Regions from separate parts of the Sus scrofa genome. Here region 2 is linked to region 1. Evidence: chromatin contacts called from public Hi-C data. All regions are on one chromosome and are shown on one strand. Each heading gives the region's core, a stretch centred on a gene start, on an enhancer-like site or on the middle of the called end of the contact. The rest is flanking DNA. Distances are from core to core; before and after follow the strand shown.

Region 1 (4,445 bases), core at 1,472-3,971:
AGCCCCAAAGAGGGGTAGTTTACTGTGTATACTTTGGAGACGAGGAAACAAAATTTACATGACATGTTCAGAGTCACACAGAAGGACTGGGATTCCAACCCACCCGGTCTGGCTCCAGTGTCTACGGCAAAGAGCTCTGCAGTAAGAAAACATGGGGATGCTTCTCCTTAAATGCACTTACAGTTAGAACGACGAAAAACATCAGAAAAATTCAGAGTCCTTTAGAATGGAGAGAAACTTTAGGAGAGACATTTCTTTTTTTAAAAAAAATAAATAAACTTTCACTTACAAAAGCATTAAATATAAAAAAAAGTTCAGACCTCATCTGCTCAAGGTCATAGTATCCTGAAAACAAGCTGGCAGTTGGCACAAGACAGCCCAGTTCTCCCCATGACTTTTCCAAAGTCAGATAAGCTAACGACAGGAATTTACACCACAAATCTGTTTAAACGCGATGACCATGACCGAAGGTGCTCATTACCTTTGTGCATAAATGGCCCATTTGTCTAAGTAGCAGCAGACTCTGACTTGCACTGGGCAACTCGGTTCCTAACAGCTTATAACCTGTTGCTGGAATTTTCACTCTGAATAATGTCTAATAATCTCGGGAATTAGCCATGTTGTAAATGTAAAGGTTTAAGGTCATATGAACTTTATTTTTACAACTCCTGCTTTTATTGAGTTGTGTACAAATATAAGTAGACAAGCTTGGCTGTTTTCCACATGTTTTCTGAGACCAAAGGACATACCTAGAGAATTGAAATAGGTATGGTAGCCACAAGGTCAAGGACCCCAAGTAGGTCCAAAAAGCTTAGAGGAGGAAATCAAAAGATCACCCGTGGTGATCTGTTTACCAGTGATGTGACCTTGGACGAGTCACCTGGCCTCTCTAAGCCTCAGCTGCCCTGTCTGTCAATTCTCCTTCAGAGACTGCAAACACTAAGCAATGTGTTCAGCATATGGAAAGCACTAAACAAATACCAACGATAACTGTTATGATAAATATCTCTTTCCACTAATGGACATGTCAAGCTGATAAAAAGTGGTATCAGTCAAAATGCAGACAGCAGGATATGGTATAAAGAACCAGCACTGGATAACCAGGAGAACTGGCGATCTGGGCTCAATTCTTGGTGGCACCAATGGCAGGGCACGTGAGTGACCTGGCACAGGTCATTAGCCTCTTTAACCTAAAGTGTTATCTCAAAAATCAGAAGCCAAAGAACAGTGCTGAAACTCGGCAATGCCTAAGTCACCACCCTCTTTGATATCACAGAATCTAACTAAAAATATACTGGCAGCTCACTCAACTTCATATCTAGGGTGATAAAATTCAGTCTCTTTAGAAAAAAAAAAATTAGGGTCAATGTGCAAAGGAGTGGAAGACTTAGGCTGAGGGTGAAAGAGGAGAGGGCAAATCAGTCAAACTCATTCCCACTCACTGGCTCCAAATTACAACTCTTTCCCACCTCCCCTAAATTACATGCTCCAACTCAGCCATTTCTGTAGCACCCTGCAGGACTTCAGCAAATAAGAACAACTGAGAAAGCTAAAAATATCAACAGGCTATTTGCTCTGCTGCCATATGTACACCTGACCCAACACCAGAACCAGGAGGCAGCTGGTATCTGAGGGCTGAACTACAAACTGACAGCCACAATTTTGAGAGGCCTAAAATCTATGAAGCGCTGGAAGTTTTAAACTTCCCTTTTAACAATGGCTCAGAGTTTTATTTCCTCTCCTGCAAAAACGTCCTGAGTTCTCCTTTGCCAGATTTCTCCTAAAAAATAGAAAAGCTACTGGCTTATTTTCATTAAGCCAATTAAAGCACTATGGACAATGTATGGTCCACAATTTTCTTCTTGGCACACCTAACAAACCCCAAGGGTCGGTCTGTCTCTTGGAGTCTCATTCCAGCCACTAAGTATGTGTCCCTAGTTTGAACTTTCCGGAGCTGTTCTCATTCCCAGTCTCTACCCTTTTCACCCCAACCCTTCACCCAATCTTTTGAAAGAGCGGTAGGTGTGGGAAGGAAGGGGTTCAAGATGAACCTAGGATATCACCTGGTTGGCCTCTAAGGCCCAAGCCCGGATCAGCCCGGGGTTCCCAGGGCGAGGGGCTGGGCCTCAACTTCTCCGTAACCGTAACAGTAATCCGAGGGCCGGGCCAGGGTCCTCTCCATCCCCGACTCTTGGGGAGCAAGGCCTGTACCGCTCACACCCGAGAATGAGGGCCAAAGGCAAGCACTGCCCCCCACCCCGCCCCCTCCGCCCCGCCATTCTAACAGAACAGGGCGTCCAGAGCATTCGCTCGCCTCCTAATCTCTCCGGCCTGCGTGACAGCCTCAACACTCCACCCACCGCGCGGGATCCGCGGCGCCGGGGCAACCCAGCCAGACAGGGGCAATCCGCGGGCGGGGGGCGGGAGGTGGCAGCAGTCACCTTCGCCGTGCCCGGGGGCCCGGCGGTGAGCGTCTAGAGAGAAAGTGCGATCGCAGGGCCGGCCGCCAAACTCCCCAGCGCCCCCAAGAGCTGCCGGGCCTCAGCTCAGGATTCCGTGGCCCAGGACACCACCCACTTACAGCTCCGGGCCGCGGAGGAACCAGCCGGCACACACGACAGCTACAACGCCGCGGGAAAACTACACGTCCCGAAATGCACCGCTCCGCGCGCCTGCGCAGTGGGCCAGGACCGCATCGCTGCGAGCGCCGCCTTGATGCGTGCGCCGCCTTGATGCGTGCGCCGCTTCACGCGCAATCGCGCTTGGGGCTGGCGCGGCTTTCTGGGGGCTGCGACGTGGGTCACGGAACGGGATTGGCCGGGCGAGTGAGGGTGGGCCAGGCGCTTTCCTCCAGGCCCTTGGCACATTCTCCTTTTGAAGTTACTGGAGTTGGAGGACGGCGGATGGAGGGCGGGGCTTTGTGGGGGCGGGGCTTTGTGGGGGGCGGGGCTTTGTGGGCCCCTCCCCCTCAGCTGTCTCGCTTTCTTTGGGTGATCCTTGCTGTGTGTGGCCGAGGGCACGTGGGTCCCCAGAAGTTTCCAAATTTAGCCTTCATCGTCTCTGTCAAAAATGCGTGCATTTTCCTTTGGAATAGTGGTGGGGTGCCCATACTAGGTCCCCAGATTCATTCAACAAGAGCTTAGTAAACGGAAGCAGTTACAACGCACTCAGACCCTTCTGTAAGGGAGGGTACAAACTGGACACTGAAATTCAAGGGTAGCAAGAGGAAAGTTCACAGAGTCCTTAGTCCATGCTCAGCTCACCCTTCTGTGGTTTAGGAAACTAAAGCAAGAGGAGACGAAGTGGCCAGCGCAAGAAAACGTGCAAATTGGTGTGGCAGAACGGAGATTTGAACCAGACAGTCCAATTCCATATCCCATTGTGACATCTTGGTGGTGGTGAAAAACGAAATGTTTCCTGGAGAAAGTAACAGAAATAATGTTCTAAGCACTTTATTGTCTAATTGAAGTCTCCTGACAGGCCTGTGAAGGACATATTATGACTGTAATGAGGAAATGAAGACACAGATTAAGTCGTGGAGGGTTTTAAAGCCAGCAAGGGCCAGAGCTGGGACCTGACTCCGGATCTAGCCTCTATCAGGGCAGCCACTACCATGAGTTCCTTTTCTTTTTTGGGGGGTGGGGTGGGTGCGCACCCATGGCATATGGAGGTTCCCAGGAAAGCAGTCGAATCTGGAGCTACAGCTGCTGGCCTACACCACAGCAACAGCCACAGTGGACCTGAGCCATGTCTGTGACCTACACCACAGCTAGTAGCATTGCCAGATTCTTAACCCACTGAGCGAGGCCAGAGATCAAACCCACAACGTCATGGTTCCTAGTCGGGTTTGTTAACCACTGAGTCACAAAAGGAACTCTTTTTTTTTTTTTTTCCTTCTTTTTAGGGCTGCACCTGCAGCATATGGAAGTTCCCAGGCTAGGGGTTGAATCTCAGAGCTGCAGCTGTCAGCCTATGCCACAGCAATGCAGGATCCAAGCCAAAATGCTCGTCAAGATTGGGTATTTCTCCCATTCCCCGAAAGTAAACTTGGCTGATGAACATTTATTAAATGATGATAATGAAATGTACTTAATTAGGAAAACCTAGATCCCTCCTCCCCTTGATGTGTTTTCCTGTGTCACAGATAAAGCCAGGCACCGGTTCATGTGTTAGGGACAGACTTGATTCAGTCGCTATCACAGTAGGGAAGAGAATTCGGCATGAATTAAACTCAACTTTGATTGGTGCAGAGGTAACTGGGCATAAGAAGGAGAATGAGGAGGTTGGGGCCACAGGCACTCAGGCAGAGTTGGGGGAAGTGGAAATTTACAAAAAGTGGAAGGGAATAGTCAGCCTGATCTGGCTTTGTCGATGGACACTTCTCTGCAAGAGAAACAAACTCCTGTTTTTACGATTGGAGGCAGTGGTGCCAGTTAAAGCAAGGG
Region 2 (4,517 bases), core at 933-3,432, 130 kb before region 1:
GGTAAAGCAAACACCATAACTGGTCTCTTACGTAACCCTAAGCTGGCAGCAGGGCACCTTGCTCAGAGATTAAGCAACGCTCTCATCCAGGGAGGTGAGCTTCCTTTTATGGAGGGATAAATGCTCTGGTTTGCTCAGAGCCATTGCATATATTCTTCTTATGACTGGCTGACTTCAGTGATTCTTTGGAGTTAATCTTTAAAGGGGAATGGCAGGATTCCACTTAACTTCTGGAAGCTTAAGAGCTGGCCCTGTGTGCCTCTAGACTAGAGAGTGTTTTTAGTAGTAGTGTGACTGTTTTTAGTAGTAGCGTGACTGCGCTTAGGTGATCATAAAGTTGGGGAGAGGGGAAAGGACCTGGGACTCCAACTGCCATGGGACCTAAACTTGCAAAGTATTTGGAAGGTCAGAAAGTTGTAGCTTTTTTTTTTTTTTTTTTGTCTTTTCTACGGCAGCTCCTGCGTCACATGGAGGTTCCCAGGCTAGGGGTCGAATCGGAGCCACAGCAATGCCAGATCCGAGCCGCGTCTGCAACCTACACCATAGCTCACAGCAACACCAGATCCTTAACCCACTGAGCAAGGCCAGGGCTCGAACCCACAACTTCATGGTTCTTAGTCGGATTCGTTGACCACTGAGCCAAGACGGGAACTCGGGAAAGTTGTAGCTTTTTAATGGGATTAACATATACAGACTACTGCATATAATATAGATAACTAACAAGGACTTAGTGTATAGCACAGGGAACTGTATACTCAATATTCTGTAACAACCTTTAAGGAAAAATAATCTGTAAAAAATGTGTATGTGTGTATCTGAATCACTGTGCAGTACACCTGAAACTCACATGACATTCTAAATCAACTATACTTCATTTAACAAATAATAATAGAAAAAGCTGGGAGGAAGAAAGTCTTAGCCTTTTAAAAGAACTGACATCCTGGAGCTCCCGTCATGGCGCAGCGGAAATGATTCCGACTAGGAACCATGAGGTTTCGGGTTCGATCCCTGGCCTCGCTCAGTGGGTTAAGGATCTGGCATTGCCATGACCTGTGCTCTAGGTTGCAGACTAGGCTCAGATCTGGCATTGCTGTGACTCTGGCACAGGCCGGTAGCAACAGTTCCAAGTAGACCCCTAGCCTGGGAACCTCCATGTGCCGCAGGTGCAGCCCTAAAAAGACAAGAGACAAAAAAAAAAATAAAAATAAAAATAAAAATTAAAAATAAAAGAACCAGCAATCCTGCCACCAGACATCTAACCTGAAAAAAGGCGAGCCAAGGTAACTTTTCAATTGTAACATACGTTCTTTCTATTTATTCTTTTCCTATTCAAAACAGAAAATGTTCAGGCTATGAGTCTCTCAAACAGGACAAGCTCTTAATGTTTCTTTTCTCAGTTTCAGAGACTAGGTTCTCTAGAATGTTTTGGTATCTTTGAATTCAGTAGCTGTTCGAAAGTGATCGAAGTGGTTCATAGTCCTAGTTCTCAAATTACAGTCATAGATTTTCCAGTGATACTCTTAGGATCTCTTCCCACATTCTCACTGGGGCGTACAAGTGGGGAATTGGGACATTCATCCAATAAAGTTCAATTGGAAGAGGAAACAAAAAAGACCTTATTTCAAAATGAATTGCACTTTCTTCTTTAGAAACAGAGTTCATTGACCAAGACAGATTTCCAAATGTTTTCTCTAATCCCCCCGGTATATGAAACTGTGATTGAAGGGTTCAGAAAATTACAGGGCTCAAACAGTTTGCCAAGATGGTGGTTTCCAGGTTTCTCCAAGCCTTAAAAATTCCCTGGAGGCTAATTGCTATTTACTGCTGAAGACCTTCCTCCTTTTCTTCTGTAACATTTTCCATCTGAAGAAGGGTCGTCCCATTCAGCCGCCGAGCCTGGTGACTGAGTGGCTGAATGGAATTACTACCAATGGAAACTATGCTGCAAGAGGGGTAGATAGAGCAGCTGCACAGCAAACCTCCGCTCTTTTTCCATCCTCCCCAAGCAAAGTTAATTAGCATAGGGAAAATGACTAAGGTGTTGACGTCACCTCTTTCCAGTAGAAACTTACACTCTGTCCCTGTCTGCCGCGAGCAAGCAGGACTTGACTCAGGAATTTGGTGTCCAAACAGGATGCTCTGGAAGTGGAGCTTTTTTTTTTCTTTTTTTTTTTTTTTTCCCCGGGGGGGCTGGACCTCATGCTTTATAAGCGCCGGCTGGGGAAAGAACCCACAGCCTCTGTAAAGGAACTTCACTTGGAGCTCGTCTCCGGGAGCCTATTGCTTTCACCTTAAGAAAGCAAGATGCATTTTAGAAACTTTAACTACAGTTTTAGCTCCCTGATTGCCTGTGTGGCAAACAGTGATGTCTTCAGCGAAAGTGAAACCAGGGTAAGGCTTCTACTCTCATGTGGTTTTTGAACATTGTCAAAGCGTGTGTTAACTGGGACTACGTACGAACTGAAATCTTTGTTTGGAGCGGGGTGGGGGAGGGGTGTAGGTGGTTCTCTTGTGGCTTTGGGGTTTTGAAAGTCCTCCAGAATACTTTGAACCTTGAAAAGCAGAAGGTGTTGCCGGAGGAATTGACTGTGATGGCATTTTCAAAGCTCTCAATGCTTAAAAACCATCCTCATCTCCAGACCAATTAATTAGTAAGCAGCCTTTGGCACTGGGTTTTTGTCATTCTGTACAGGTCGTAAGTAAACTTTGGAGGGAGGGCTTGTCTGACAAAGAACAGAACGTTTGGCTTTGGCATCCGAAGTTCAGAGTACTTGGATTTTTATCTTAGGAAATAAATGTTGTAAAGACATTTGAGGGTTTGCCGTCATTACAACGGCCTGTCTTCAAGTTTCCAGCTTTCTCTCGCTGGAGAAAATGCAGCCATAGCAAATAATAAAACTGGATAAATAACTTATAAGTGTACCTCCTGGGAAGCAGCTCTCATTGGTGGTAGTTAATATAATTAGCCATTTTAATTACGATGCTTTCTTCTTCATTTGATGAAAATGTAAGATTTTTCAGCAGTAGCTGTGCAGGTATCTAGTTGATCTCCAACCACTAGGGAATGGATTCTGTATGTTCTTTTTGGAGGGCACAGGTCATGTTATAGCTTTATATCCAAAGCTAATCAAATTTAACTCCATCACTGGGTGCTACGCTTGCAAGCCCAGACTGGCGTTTCAGAACCAGTATTAGAAGATGTTGCATGGGTAAAAATACTACAAAGCCAGCCATTTAATATTAGCTTTATATGTGTCAAATCACTGATTTACTTATTTAATTGAGATGCTCTCCAATCACTACCATAACTAGGTATCAGTTAGTAGAATAAACACGATTATTTTCTAAGAGAACAGTACAATAGCAATATGAAATTAGCAAGACAATGTGGGTTCTCTTGCGTCCTGGTCCTAGGCCCTGACTTGTATTCTAAGAACATTCATCAAAGGCATCTCTCCTAGGAGTTCCCTTCGTGGCTCAGTGGTTAACGAACCTGACTAGGATCCATGAGGATGTGGGTTTGACCTCTGGCCTCCGTGAGGGGGTTGGGGATCTAGTGTTGTCCTGAGCTGTGGTGTAGGTCGCAGTCCGACTTGGATCCCATGTTGCTGTGGCTGTGGTGTAGGCCAGCAGCTGTAGCTCCAATTCAAGTTTCAAGTTTCCTAGCCTGGAAACTTCGGTGCTGAGGGTGTGGCCCTAAAAAGCCAAAAAAAAAAAAAAAAAAGGCATCTCTCCTAAATTATGAATAATAACTTTAAAACGAAACAGTGGGTCACAGTGCCCGTGGATGAGGTTGTGTGAGATTCCAAATCTGCACAGACACCCTTCCCCCGCCACACTTGCCCCAGCTTAGAAGAGGGGGAGAACAAGCCACCTGCAGCCAGATGAAATCTCTCGGGTTGATCATCTGTCGAGCTTGCTTTCTTCTTCTTTGCCTCTGCAACACCCCTCGTTGGAAAATCACAGATGTTTCCATCCACTAAAGAAAAGCCAGTATATTTGAAGAGAGAAAGTTTGTGAGTTGGTCTCACTCCTGGTGAACGGCCTGCCAGCAGGGAACGCAGGACCTGCCTGCAGCCCTGCCCTGCGGTAGACAGCAGGTACTACAGGGCTGTGGGAGGGCCGTCCGCTCCCCCACTTTCTAGCGCTGGATGTTCCCAAAGATGTTCCCCTCTTGTTGGGCATTCTCTCTTCCCCTCTGCGAAGCTCTGTGGCTCCTCCTCCTCTCACCAGTCACCTGGGTAGAGGGCACCTGCCCCCTCCAGGCTCTCAGCCACCCTCCACCACCTGCCTCTCACTGTCCTCAGTGTTTAGCCTGAAGGAAAAAAAAAAAAAAAAAAAAAAGACTCAGAAAACACAGTGACTAAAATCTCCCTGGAAGTTTCCAGACTGTCCATCAACTCCCTCTCTGGTTGGAAAGATTGCAGTGGCCTCCTAGCACCCCCGCACAACAGACACTCCCACCCAGGACTCAGGCCAAGGAGTACTCCCCAGAGCTGTTCCCAGGAGCCCACAGT

Evidence for each region. A called contact is a pair of places that touch in the nucleus more often than the background predicts.
Region 2: a Hi-C map of liver shows a contact between it and region 1, with 2.6 times the contacts expected there. The contact joins the promoter of RCAN1 here to the promoter of SMIM11A in region 1. A contact is called at or near these places in 2 of 47 Hi-C or Micro-C datasets (embryonic fibroblasts and liver) and 2 of 2 datasets of contacts at active chromatin or transcription factors (alveolar macrophages and skeletal muscle).

The regions. Positions count from the first base shown.
Region 1 is chr13:197,983,544-197,987,988 of Sscrofa11.1, reverse strand. It overlaps SMIM11A (small integral membrane protein 11A), which reads right to left and starts at 2,721. Exons shown (of 4, transcript XM_003132758.4): 1 at 2,582-2,721.
Region 2 is chr13:198,114,208-198,118,724 of Sscrofa11.1, reverse strand. It overlaps RCAN1 (regulator of calcineurin 1), which reads left to right and starts at 2,182. Exons shown (of 4, transcript NM_001243913.1): 1 at 2,182-2,391. The coding sequence starts at 2,305.